Linked DNA regions of Sus scrofa: region 2 is linked to region 1. A link is a contact called in public Hi-C data. All regions are on one chromosome and are shown on one strand. The core of a region is the stretch at or near the end of the contact, and the rest is flanking DNA. Distances in the headings are between cores, read along the strand shown.

Region 1 (5,983 bases), core at 2,479-4,978:
TTATGTTTCTAAAAGGGTTCGAATTTAGCAAAGCCCATCTTGGAACCTGAGCCTCGGACGCATCTCCCATACCCGAGCAGGGCAGGAAGGTGAACCCCCTACAGAATCAACTCGAAAGTAATCGCTTAAGGTAACAACCAGCCCACCCCTCCCTCCGGAGTTACCAGACCCTCATCCCAGGCCCGGCTGCCGCGGGGACGTCAAACAGTCGCTCCCCTCTCCCAGGTTCAGTTTCTCCACCTGCGGAATGCGGCTGGAGGACCAGCCCAGGAACCCTAGCACCTGCTCGAGGCGAGGCCGGTTTCGGTTTCCCCACGTCCGTCGCCCCGAGGCGGCCCCCATCAGGAAAGGGCGCGCACCTGGGTTGGCTGGTGGCTAGACGCCGCCGCTGAGCTTCCACTCGGCTGGGGCGCCCTCGACGGAGAGGGTCGAGAAGGTTGGTCTCCGGCTGTGCGCCTCCCCGCGGCAGTCTGCCAACCCGCCACCCCCAGGGCTGTGCTCCCCGCCCCTCGGCTTCCCGGTCCGTGAAATGGGCGCAGAGCCCCGCTTGGGACCCGCGGCCTCCGCCCTCACCTGTGCGGTTCCCTGGGGCTGACGTGGCGTGGCCCAAGCGTCCCCCAGGCCTCGCCCTGCGGCGGACGGTCACTGCCACCCCGCGCATCTCTACGCCCTGCGCGGCGCTCCGCCGGACTGCCGCCCCGGGGCCAGCGGGGGCGGGGCGGCCAGGACACGCCCTCCCAGGGCTGGGGGCGGGGTCGGCCCCGTGGGAGCCCGCATCCCCGAAGGGGCATAGCAGGCTGAGCGGGAAGTTGCGCTCCAAGGCCTTGCGCAGGTGCTGCCCTCTGCCGCTGCCCCTCCGACCATCCCGGCCCCTCAAGCCAGGTCAGGTGTTCCTGTTGAGTAGCACGTGTGGACCCCGGCGGTGTCACTGTGGGTCAGGCCCTTTGTGGTGAATGTCGATGTTGTAGGTCCTCAGTGAGGGACCTCACGGTCTTGAGGGCAGGATTCAGACTCCAGAGTCTGGCCCAGGGTTCACACGGAACACACCAGGGGCACCTGCCCTCTCCTTGCTCACCGCCTCCTACCCAGCCTCTTCTGCAGAGGCCCCAGGCTGGGCGCCGCAGCCCGCCCCTTCCTCTCCCTAAGACCCCGCCCACCCCGGCGCATCACCCGCCCAGGCCCAGGCAATCGCGAGGGAGCTATAAGGCCAGATTTCCTAGCTGAGGCATCTCAGGGCAGCGCTTGACCAGGTGACGAGCGTGGCAGGGCTGGGAGAAAGCAGATGGAAGATTCTTGGGTCTATCTTGGTCTGCAGTCCTAGTCTAATGGTGGATCCTTATGTCTGTCTTAGTCTCCACCATCTAGTCTAATGGTGGATCTCTGGATCTATCTTGATCTCCGCTACTCACTGCAATGGAGAATCCCAGGGTCTGTCTTGGATCACTGAGTTTATCCACCATTAGACTAGGTTGGAGACCAAGATAGACACATGGATCCAACATTAGACTAGGTAGTGGAGACTATGACAGTAGATCCAGGGGGCCACCATTAGTAAGTAGTGGAGAGAATATAGACAGGGAGATCTACCATTAGATTAGGAGTGCAGGTTAAGATAGATCCAGGAATGCACCATTCTACTAGGAGTAGAGACAAGATAGACACAGGGACCCACCATCAGACTAGGTAGTAGAGATCAAGATAGATCCAGGGATCCCACACTGGACTGAGTAGTGGAGACCAACAAAGGCACAAGGATCCACCATTAGACTAGGAGTACATACCAAGCTAAACTCAGGGTTCCACCATTAGTCCAGGACTACAGACATCCAACATTAACCTAGGACTATAGACCAAGAGAAATCCAGGGGTTTACCCATTGGCTGAGTAGTGGAGACCAAGATAAATCCAAGATCTACAACTAGACTAGGGAGCGGAGACTAAGATGGACCCAGGGGTCCCCCATTGGACAAGCAGTGGCAGAGAGAACTGCTGGTGCGAAGGCCCTGAGATCGGAATTCTTTGAAAGCTTGAGGTCCAGGGGAATTTTAGAGTGGCCGGCTCTGAAGTGCCTGGCAGGCAGTAGCAAAGAGGTGGGTGTCTTGCGACAGTGGAGCAGGGTTCCAGCAAGGCCAGCCCCTCTCCACCTCTGCTTTCTTAGCCTGGTAGAAACTGATGTTCAGTGTGACATAGAAAGGCCCTCCCCCTTCTGGGTCAGAGTCATGTTCACTCCGTAATATCTAATTGCCACTTCAGCCTTGTGGGTCACACATGATGACTTTCTTCATTTTCCTTGATATGAACCAAGCATGTGTGTCCCAACTGCCACATCAGCAGGCCAGGTGAGTTCATAGAGCCCACTGTGATCAGCCCCCCTTCACACCAGGACTTTTGTGCACACCACTGTACCCCAGACAGCTGCCTGCCTGTAGGTACACGCGCAGGGCTGGGAAGAGAGGTCTGGGGCGGCCCTTGAAATTATAGCATAGAGCTGGTGGGAGCTGTCTGCGGGCTGCCTACACCACCTTGCTCCACCCAGGCCTGGCCGGATTTGGATGTGTGTGCTTCCTGGGCCTGTGGCAACAAGATACCACAGACTAGGTGCCTCAGGACAGCAGAAAAGTGTTGTCTCAGGGTTCTGGAGGCCAGATGCTTTCTTTAATCTTTCACGTTTCTTTAATCTGAGATTAAAGTTGTGGTAGAGTTGTGCTCCCTCCGAAAGCACTAGAAGGTGTCTGTTCCAGGCCCCTCCCCAGTTTCTGATGGTTCTTTAGTTTCTGGCAGCCTCATTCCAGTTTTCACACAGCTGTTTTATCCCTTTGTGCATATCTGTCTCTGTGTCCAAATTTCCCTTTTTATAAGGATGCCAGTCCTATTGGAATAGGGCCACCCTCGTGACCTCATTTTACCTTGAGTGCCTCTGGAAAGACCCATTTCAAAAGAAGGTCCTGTTCTGAGGTACCAGGGTTAGAACTTAATCATATGAATTTGGGGGAGGACAGAGTTCAGCCCACAATAGCCTATAACCTACCGAGAGCAAACAGCACAGTTCCTTGGCCATCTGTGACATGGTTACATGTTCTGGGTACTCAAGCATGTTAGTGCTGGCCTCCATTTGTACCGTTAAGGAACTAGGAGTGGCTTGAGACTTCTGTCACTTACTTCGGGAAACTGTACACCTTGTCATGGCTCAGAACACCCACTCGTGCCAAAGGCATGTTCAGAAGCAGTAGAGGCACTGGGCTTAGTTCTGGAGGTGGACCTTGGCCAGTTTGAACCTGGGTCTGGGCCACCTCATCTGCCGTTTTTGGGGCTTCCTGGAATGGCATGATCCTGGAGACTACCAGCAAGCCGACCACAGGCAGGGAGGAAAACTGAGGCCTGGGAGGGAAAGGCACTTAGCCCACCACAGAGGCAGACTGTCTGCGCTGCCACCTCGCCCTCTAGCATGTCAGGGATCATGGTCTGATGGGCATCCTGTGCCTGAGCCTTAATAGTCTCATTGGAGGGACAGAAATGATCCTGCCACCCTCCCAAGGTGAGGGAGACTGTGACATGATCAAGGATGGAGCACTGCCTGAAAGCTGTGCTACAAAAGCCCTGCCAGTGTTGGGACTTGCCACCACCCTCTACCTGCCCCCAGCTCTCCGAGTCCTGGCCCAGACTGGGAACGGTGCCACTGTCATGCCAGGCTGGTGTCTCCTTACCCTCAGGCCTTGGCTGCCTTCTTCAGGAGCTCTCCCTGATGTTCCGCCTGGACTGAGTCATTCCACACTGTGTGACCTCAAGGCCTGTGAAGCAGAGAGGACAAATGGCTTCCCTGGTGGAGGCAGCGTGTGGGCAGCTGGTGAAGAGGCAAGTAGAACCCAGCAGAGATGCCTGAGGAACTGACCCAAGCCTTGGCCTTTCTGCCCCCCGCCCCAGTACCTGCTCCCCATCTTGGCTTGTAATTGGGAGCAACACACAATATCCTCCAACAAATGTTTGTTGAATGAATGAACTGGCAGGAAGCAACTGGGGAGGCTGGGGATGGGAGGGGGGTCTGAGAGCTCTGGGTGTCAGTGTTCTACCCTGTGAAATGGGCTTACACACACATGCTGCCAGAGATTTCCAGGGGAAGATGAAGATCTGGACGGGGGTGGGGGTGGGGTCTCCTCTGTCCTCAGGGCTTAGTTGGAGTGTTGCCTGTCCCACAGAGCCTTCCTCAACCTCATTCACCTGACACAGCATCCACAGGCGATGATGGCCTGAGGGGGACAGTACATAAGCCTGAGGGGTGGGGGTCAGGGGGTGGTCACTGGTGTGTTTCCCTCAAATTGGATAATAATTGCACAAGTGTGAAATGCTTTTTGGTTTTCTTTAAATGTTCACTTTTGCTCCCACTTGATAGAAAAATAAAATTTGTATCCTAAAAACCTTTCAAAATGGACCAAGCCCAGAAAATTCCATTGCAGAATAAGAGTCAGGGAAGCAGGGTGGTCTCATGGACTTTGCCTCTGTTTTAATCTATTTTATTTTTATTATTATTTTTTTAGAGCTGTACCCTCGGCATATGCAGGTTCCCAGGCTAGGGGTCAAATTGGAGCTGTAGCCACCAGCCTATACCACAGCCACAGCAATGCCAGATCCGAGCCACATCTGCAACCTACATGGCAGCTCATGGCAATGTTGGATCCTTAATCCACTGAATGAGGCCAGGAATTGAACCTGAGTCCTCATGGATCCTAGTCAGATTCATGTCTGCTGAGCCGTGGGAACAATAGGAACTCTGTGCCTCTTTTCTTTTATTTTCTTTAAAAAAAGACAAAAAACAAACAAACAAACAAAAAAACCTTTTTGGAGTTCCCATTGTGGTGCAGCGATAAGGAACCTGACTGGTATCCATAAGGACACAGGTTCAATCCCTAGCCCTGCTCAGTGGGTTAAGGATCTGGTGTTGCCGTGAGCTGTGGTGTAGGTCACAGATGGGGCTCAGATCTGATGTTGCTGTGGCTGTGGTGTAGATCAGCAGCTGCAGCTCCAATTCAACTCCTAGCCTGGGAACTTCCATATGCCATGGGTGCAGCCCTAAAAAGACAAAATAAAATAAAATACTTTTTAAAATTAAGAGTAGTCACTCAAAAAGTAGTCTACACTTGTAGCTCAAATGAGCTAGCTATTTGGGGAGAGAAAATTTTCCCAAAAATGTTTTCTATCAGGCTGTTTGTCACTGTCCATGCACACTGGTCCTCTAGCCACTTCACAGGAAGGCAAGAGCCAGTCCCTTCTGTAGGGAACCCCTGCTGGAGCCCACTGCCCACCATTGCTGGGCTGTCTTACCCGGCCCTAGGCCTGCACAAGCCAGGCTTTCTTTGGATTTCAGGAGGGAGATAGGTGAGTCACCCCAGGTGACATCGAGCCACAACCCACAGGTTAACAGTGATGGCTTGGAGACACACAGCAAGGCCCCTGGGTGGAGGTAGGCCTATGGGCTGTGTGAAAGCAGGTGCTAGACTCATAGAACAGACAGGACCAGCCCCTCCTGTGTGCCGGGCCTGCTTGGGAGCCAGGGGACAGCAGGCACAGGAGGGACAGATCCTCATGGGCTGCTCAGGGCTCCTCTTCCACCTTTGGACAGCCAGACTATGGGTCATTTTTTCCTGCCTCTTTTTTTTTCTTTTTAAGGCCACACCTGTAGCACATGGAAGTTCCCAGGCTAGAAGTCAAATCAGAGCTGCAGTTACCAGCCTACACCACAGCCACAGCAACGCCAGATCCCAGCTGCATCTGTGACCTACACCACAGCTTTTGGCAATGCCAGATCCTTAACCCACTGATCAAGGCCAGGGACTGAACCTGCATCCTCATGGAGACTATGTCGGGATCTTAACCTGCTGAGCCACTAGGAAACTCCTTTTCCTGCCTCTTGACTCCTCTGTGGTCTGAATTTTCTACAATGAGCATTAATCTATTCTCTTATCAGAAAACAGGAAACTAGTAAAGATTT
Region 2 (5,983 bases), core at 2,563-5,062, 37 kb before region 1:
CAAACTGTGGTGTAGGTCACAGATGCAGCTCGGATTTGGTATTGCTGTGGCTGTGCTGTAAGCCCTCAGCTGCAGCTCTGATTTGAGCCCTAGCCTGTGAACTTCCACATGCCACGGGTGTGGCCCTAAAAAAAACAACAACAACAACAAAAATAGGGTCTGAGTTGAAACAAGTGGGGCCTCCTCCCTAATCTCTTCCAAAGGCCCAACTCAAGAGACCACTTGTCTTCCTCATCTCTCTCTCTTCTGATGCCACCGCCTAGTGCATGGTCTTTCCCCCCAAGAATATGAACTTCTAATTCTCTCAGTCTCTGAAAGTATACCTTGAAGACGGATTTGTCAGCAGCCCCAACATGGCGAGGAAGCCACGGATAGGAATGTGGAAAGACCTGCTACCACCAGACAGCAGGACTCTCCTGGTCATCCGGCTTCAGCACCTGCAGCATCTCTGATTAAAAGGTTAAGAAGAAGAGTTCCCAATGTGGCTCAGCAGGTTAAGAACCTGACTAGGATCCATGAGGATGTGGGTTCAATCCCTGGCCTCTCTCAGTGGGTTAAGGATCCAGTATTGCTACAGGCTGTGGTGTAGGTCACACATGGGGCATTGCTGTGGCTGTGGCTGTGATGTAAGTAAGCTGGCAACTTTCACAGGCTGCAGCTGTGGCCCTAAAAGAATTTTTAAAAATGAAAAAATAATAATAAAAGGTTAAGAATATTGGCCACAGCTCATGGAGTGTGCCCCATGCTTGAGCATCCCATGGGCTCTGTACATACAGATAATCATCATTCTTCCATCAGCTCTGCAACATAAGCATGATCTCCACCCCCCTTTGCCAAAGGGGAAACCGAGGCCCGGGGGTGGATAAGGTTCCTGTCTGAGATCTCAGCTAAGAAGTGATGATCAAAGCCAGGACACAGGCACAATCCGGGCCAACTCCTAACATCCAGATTTTCTGCCTCTCTAATCAACCTAGTAATTAACTACACAATTAGCTGCATCATGGCATCCCAGGCAAGATATAAAGCTGTCTTGCCCAGCACTGCCAGTGTGTGCACCTGTGCACAGGGCCAACCCATAGTAAGCACTCACTAAAGAGTTTTGGAATGAATGGATTCTTAAGGTTCAAGGGCAAGGCCTGGCAGTGGCTGGCAGCCAGCACCTTGCAGTGATTCCTCCCATCATGCAGGCTGCTAGCCAGGTGGAACCTCCATTGCCTCGAGCTGTGAGTCATTTGGCACAATGGTATAGCCTGGGGGCCAAAGCTCCAGGCTCTGCCGTGCCCTGTGCTTCCTGTGGTGGTTGTGAGCTGTGCACACAAACCACACCCAGGCGGCCACTCAGAGCCATGAGAAAGCACAGGAAAGAAAACCCCTTTGGTCCCAGACTGTTTTTACAGGACAAAGGAAGAGGAATGCTCTGGCACAAAACTCTCCAGACCTTCAGCAGCAACCTTTGCTAAGCCCTACCTCTCCCATCTTCCTGCCCAGCTGGCACCACAACCGTGGACCCCCAACCTGTTAACTCTGGCTGGCACCCGGGGCCCTGTGCTGTGGGAGCTGGGTCCAGTAGCCCTCACTGTGCCTCCCAGGCCCCTGAGCCATCCCCTGCCCAGCAGCCCCCAACCTCACCATACTGTTCAGGATCTCATCTTTGAGAGAAGACTACCTGTCCCTGTGATTCCCACCTGGCTAATTCATGCTCACTGTCCTACTCCTGAGAGGCCTTCCTGAGTTCCCCTGGCCTCTGCCCCACCAAAGTCCAGATTTGGGGGCCTCAGCCTCCTTTCCTGAATTGAATATCCCAGAATCCCCTCCAGTCCCCATGCCGAAACTGGCCACAAGCAAGGAGTTGAGATGGCTCACTCCCCAGCATACCACAAGTCAGTGGCTGCTTCTGCAGCAACAGCAATTGCTGCAGTGACACTTGGCCAGTGCTGGCCCTGTGCAGACACATCAGGTCCCACAAACTCACTCTGCAACCCATCACTGAGGCCCCAGAACAAACTTGGGGCAGGCCCCTGTCGATGCATGGAGGCAGTGAACCAAGAACTTGGGGCCTGCAGCCTTGAAGACCTGCCCATTTAACCCTCTCTGGTCCCAGTTCCCACCCTGAAAATAAATGGCTCTATGGGGAGGGGTCTCTAGAGGGCCAGGACACAGAGATGGCAGGGAGAAGTGGAACTGGTGGGTCCGGCTCTGCCACTGACTGCCCCAGTGATCCTGGGGCTTGGCACCTGCCCCGTCTGAGCCTTGGTTTCCTCAGCCACACAACAGAGATGCTATTCCACATTACCCCATATAGCAGTTCTGAACAGAAAGGCCCAGGTGCACAGGAGGTACAACAGACCCCTGAACAAGGTGAAGGTGGGGGCATAGACCCCTGAGCATGGAATATCCATACATAACTTTACAGTCGGCCCTGTGGATCCAAGATTCTATATCCTTGGATTCAACTAACCTCATATCACGTAGTAGTATAACATATTTATCAAAAAAAAAAAAAAGTCCACATACAAATGGATCCTCACAGTTGAAATTCCAGTTGTTCAAGGGTCAACTGTACTTAGAAACAGCAGCCACAGATAAAAAGGGTTCAGGGAGATGAGAACAGAGTGCATAACTGCTAGGGTCCCTTCTGGCTTCGGCTGGGACACTGATGTCCTGGAAATCACCAGGTTCCTGCCCAAGAAATCCTATTTGTGTGCAGGACTTGGGCTGGGTCTCCAGTGAGTGTTGGGGAGAGAACAGGGACTTCTGGGAACTCCCTGACCCCCTGGGCTACCCCTAGGTGACTTCTGCCTCATGAAGCAGAATAGTGGGGCCCTTGAAATGAAGTATCGCTTCTGGGAGCCACCACATTCCCTGACCACACTGTCATGGGCTCTGTCACCAGCCTGTCATTTTCATGGAGCTTCTCCTACAGGAGAAGGTCTACAGAAAAGGGCCACCCTGTTCAGTTAGGGTCAGGAAGGCAGTGGGCAGGTCCAGAGAGGTCCTGGGTGGGGTAGAGTGGATTGAGGGTAGGGGTGGGGGGTGTAGGTTGCTGGGCTGGAGACCCTGTCCTGGAAAAAGATGCTGGAGGGCCTTAAACAATCCAGTATGGAGCGCAAAGCGTGTGCACAATTCTCCTGGGCCTGTCCCCACTGGGCAAGGGGTGCAGAATGGGAGGTACCAGAGATTCCCCTGACTACCAACCACTGCCCAGGAATGAACCACCTGACGCCATTCTCAGTCTATTATCTCCTGATAGGAGCACATAGTAGAACCCAGAACCTAAAAGAGTATTCCTCGCACACCTTTGACTTTAACCTCCCACTGTCAGGCCACATCCCCAGCCCAGAATCTCCTGACCCACAGACATGCACTGATCCCTGCCTTCCCGACACCACCCAAGACCTGGCCCCCACTCACTAGAACCTTCCACGGCATGCCCTGGCCTCACCCCTCAGAACCATCCCAGGCCCAGCCTCTGTCGCCCAGAACCCTCCAGAGCCTGGCCTGGCCTCGTCCCCCAAGAAACTGGCCCCAGGCTGCACGCCGCTTTGCCGCGGTCCCGCCGTCACGGGCAAGGTCACTCCCGTCGCAGCGAGGGGCCTCCCCTGGGGTGGTATCGGGACACCGGACCCTACGGGCCACCGTGGCCGCGCGCCTGTCCCTGTCAGGCACGACCCCGGACAGCGCTCACCTGTCATGGCGGCGGCACAGCGTGCACCCAGCCGGCCCGTCCCCCTGCCGCCGTCTGTCTGTCTGGTTGTCCGGTCCGCTGCCCGTCAGCCCCGGTGACCGCCGCCCGCCCTGGCCCGCTCTTTCCCGGCGGGCCCCGCCCCCAGCATCATCGCGACTAAGTCCTAACCCTGCCCCTCACTTAGCCCGCCCTCTCCCGTTAGGCCCCGCCCACGGCGTCGGCGCCATCGCCGCCATCGCCGCCAGGGCTCTAAACGCCGCAGCTCCCTCCAGCCTGGTTTCCTAGCGCGTGGGAACAGACGCCGCTAGGAGCCCTTAGCCCCGCCCCGCACTGAGCCCGCCCCTCCCACTAGGCCCCGCCCACGGCGTCGGCGGCGTCGCCTCAAGGGTTCTAAACGCCGTACCTCCCCCGCAGCCCCGCTTCCTAAGGCGTGGTAATGGACGCCGCTAGGGGCCCTCGGCCCCGCCCCTCACCGAGCCAGCCCTTCCGGGCGGCCCTGACTTGGCTCTGTCACCGCTGGCGCTCTAAACCCACCCACACTGAGCCCACCCCCGCTGGCGCCACTACGCCTCTGCCACAGTCCTGCATCCCGCCCCTCTCTGAGCCCAGGAAGCCTTGGGCCTCATTCTTGCCAGGAAGAGATGCCCTCAGCTCCGCCCCTCACAGAGTTCCTCCCGCACCCCGCCTTTTCCCACGTGGTCCCGCCCCCAGTCTAGCCCCGCCCCTTTCGGCGCATGTCCTTTGCCGCTGCATCCTGAGCCCCGGCCCTCGCCGGATCCTCTGGGGCAACCTCGCGGGTCTCCTCCTCACTCCTCCCCGACCCCCCACCTTGGACCCGCTCTTGTTCCACCCTGTCTTGGTCTAGGGTGGGGGTAGCCAAGCTCCGGACCCCGCTAAGCGTTTCTGGACACGGTCTGCCATGCCATTGCCGCCACTCCTGGAATGAGGAAACTGGAGAATGGGTGCATTTGTCGGCTGGAAACCCCAAAATTCTTGGGCCGAGTCGTAGGAGGTCACCACACGGGCACCGTCCCTTCCTCAAACGCTGGGAGTGAACCTGGCCTGGCTTAACTGAGAGCCCAGCCCCGTCCTACCCCAGGCTACCTCAGACCTTGAGACAACGGGGTAGGAGGTCCGGGTAACCTGACTTGGCAGTGCGTTAGTGCAAGTCCAGGCCCTTCCTCTGCAAGCCGCGCACAGGCCACTTAGGGGCCTCCCGGACGGGGCCTGTTGTCCACTGGTGGAATGGCCTGACCCCCACCTCCATTATTTTGCATCTTTCATCCTGGATCATGGCTTTGCGGACAAAAAATGTTACCTATCATCCCAGTAAATAATGAAAGTTACCCGCCGTCAAGTCTTTAGCCACTACGCCACCACCACCACCCGAGGGGAATTTAAGATAGAGGAAAAACAAGTTACCGGCCCTGGATCATTAAGATGCATATCTAAGGAATACTTTTATTGAGGGAGATTCTAGCATCTTCGCAAATGTAGAAAAGCACATTAACTTGAGGTGTAATCTTTTGATGTTCAACTACTTTGGGTGTTTCGTTTTTTTCTTTTTTCAGCAAAAGCTCTTGTATTTCCTGGCTCCCCCTTCACCTCTTTGAAACCGTCAACTGAAAAAATGCACAACCTAAAAGTTGAGAATTATGTTTTATTCAATGGACTTTCTGAGGATTTCAAGGCCTGGAGGGAGCCTCTCAGCTCTGAGAGATTGCTCTGAAGAGGTAGGGGAGGAGCCAAGGTATATGGGAGTTTCACAAAAAAGACCAGGTAGTTGGAACATCAAAAGATTACAGGTAATTAAAAAAAATCAGATATCTCAAGGTTTTGTTGTTGTTGTTGTTGTTTTTTGCTTTTTATGGCTGTACCTGAAGCATATAGAAGTTCCCAGGCTAGGGGTTGAATTGGAGCAGCAACTGCTGGCCTATGCCACAGCCACAGCAATGCCAGATCAGAGCTGTGTCTGTGACATACACCACAGCTCAGGGCAACTCCAAATCCTTAACCCACTGAGTGAGGCCAGGGATCGAACCCGCATCCTCATGGATACTAGTCAGGTTCGTAACCTGCTGAGCCACAATGGGAACTCCCTCAGATATCTCAAGTTAGTAAGTTAATTTAGCACTTTTCTTGGTATTGGAAGTTGCAGAAGTCTGGGCTCATTGAAACTATTCCTTTGATAAGCACTTTAGCTGTCTAGGTCCTGTATCCTTGTCCTTCTCTCCCGAGTCCCCTCAGGGTGCACTGTTGGGAGTAGCTGCAGTGGCTGAGGGCTTGCTATGATTGCAG

What was found. Hi-C and Micro-C count contacts between places; a contact is called where the count stands out from the background.
Region 2: a Hi-C map of epiblast stem cells shows a contact between it and region 1, with 1.9 times the contacts expected there. The contact joins the promoter of CARD19 here to the promoter of SUSD3 in region 1. A contact is called at or near these places in 1 of 5 promoter capture datasets (liver), 11 of 47 Hi-C or Micro-C datasets (alveolar macrophages, blood, embryonic fibroblasts and 3 more) and 2 of 2 datasets of contacts at active chromatin or transcription factors (alveolar macrophages and skeletal muscle).

Annotation. Positions count from the first base shown.
Region 1 is chr3:42,594,307-42,600,289 of Sscrofa11.1, reverse strand. It overlaps SUSD3 (sushi domain-containing protein 3), which reads right to left and starts at 3,728. Exons shown (of 5, transcript XM_021088140.1): 1 at 3,705-3,728.
Region 2 is chr3:42,631,345-42,637,327 of Sscrofa11.1, reverse strand. It overlaps CARD19 (caspase recruitment domain family member 19), which reads right to left and starts at 3,812. Exons shown (of 6, transcript NM_001244277.1): 1 at 3,686-3,812. The coding sequence starts at 3,692.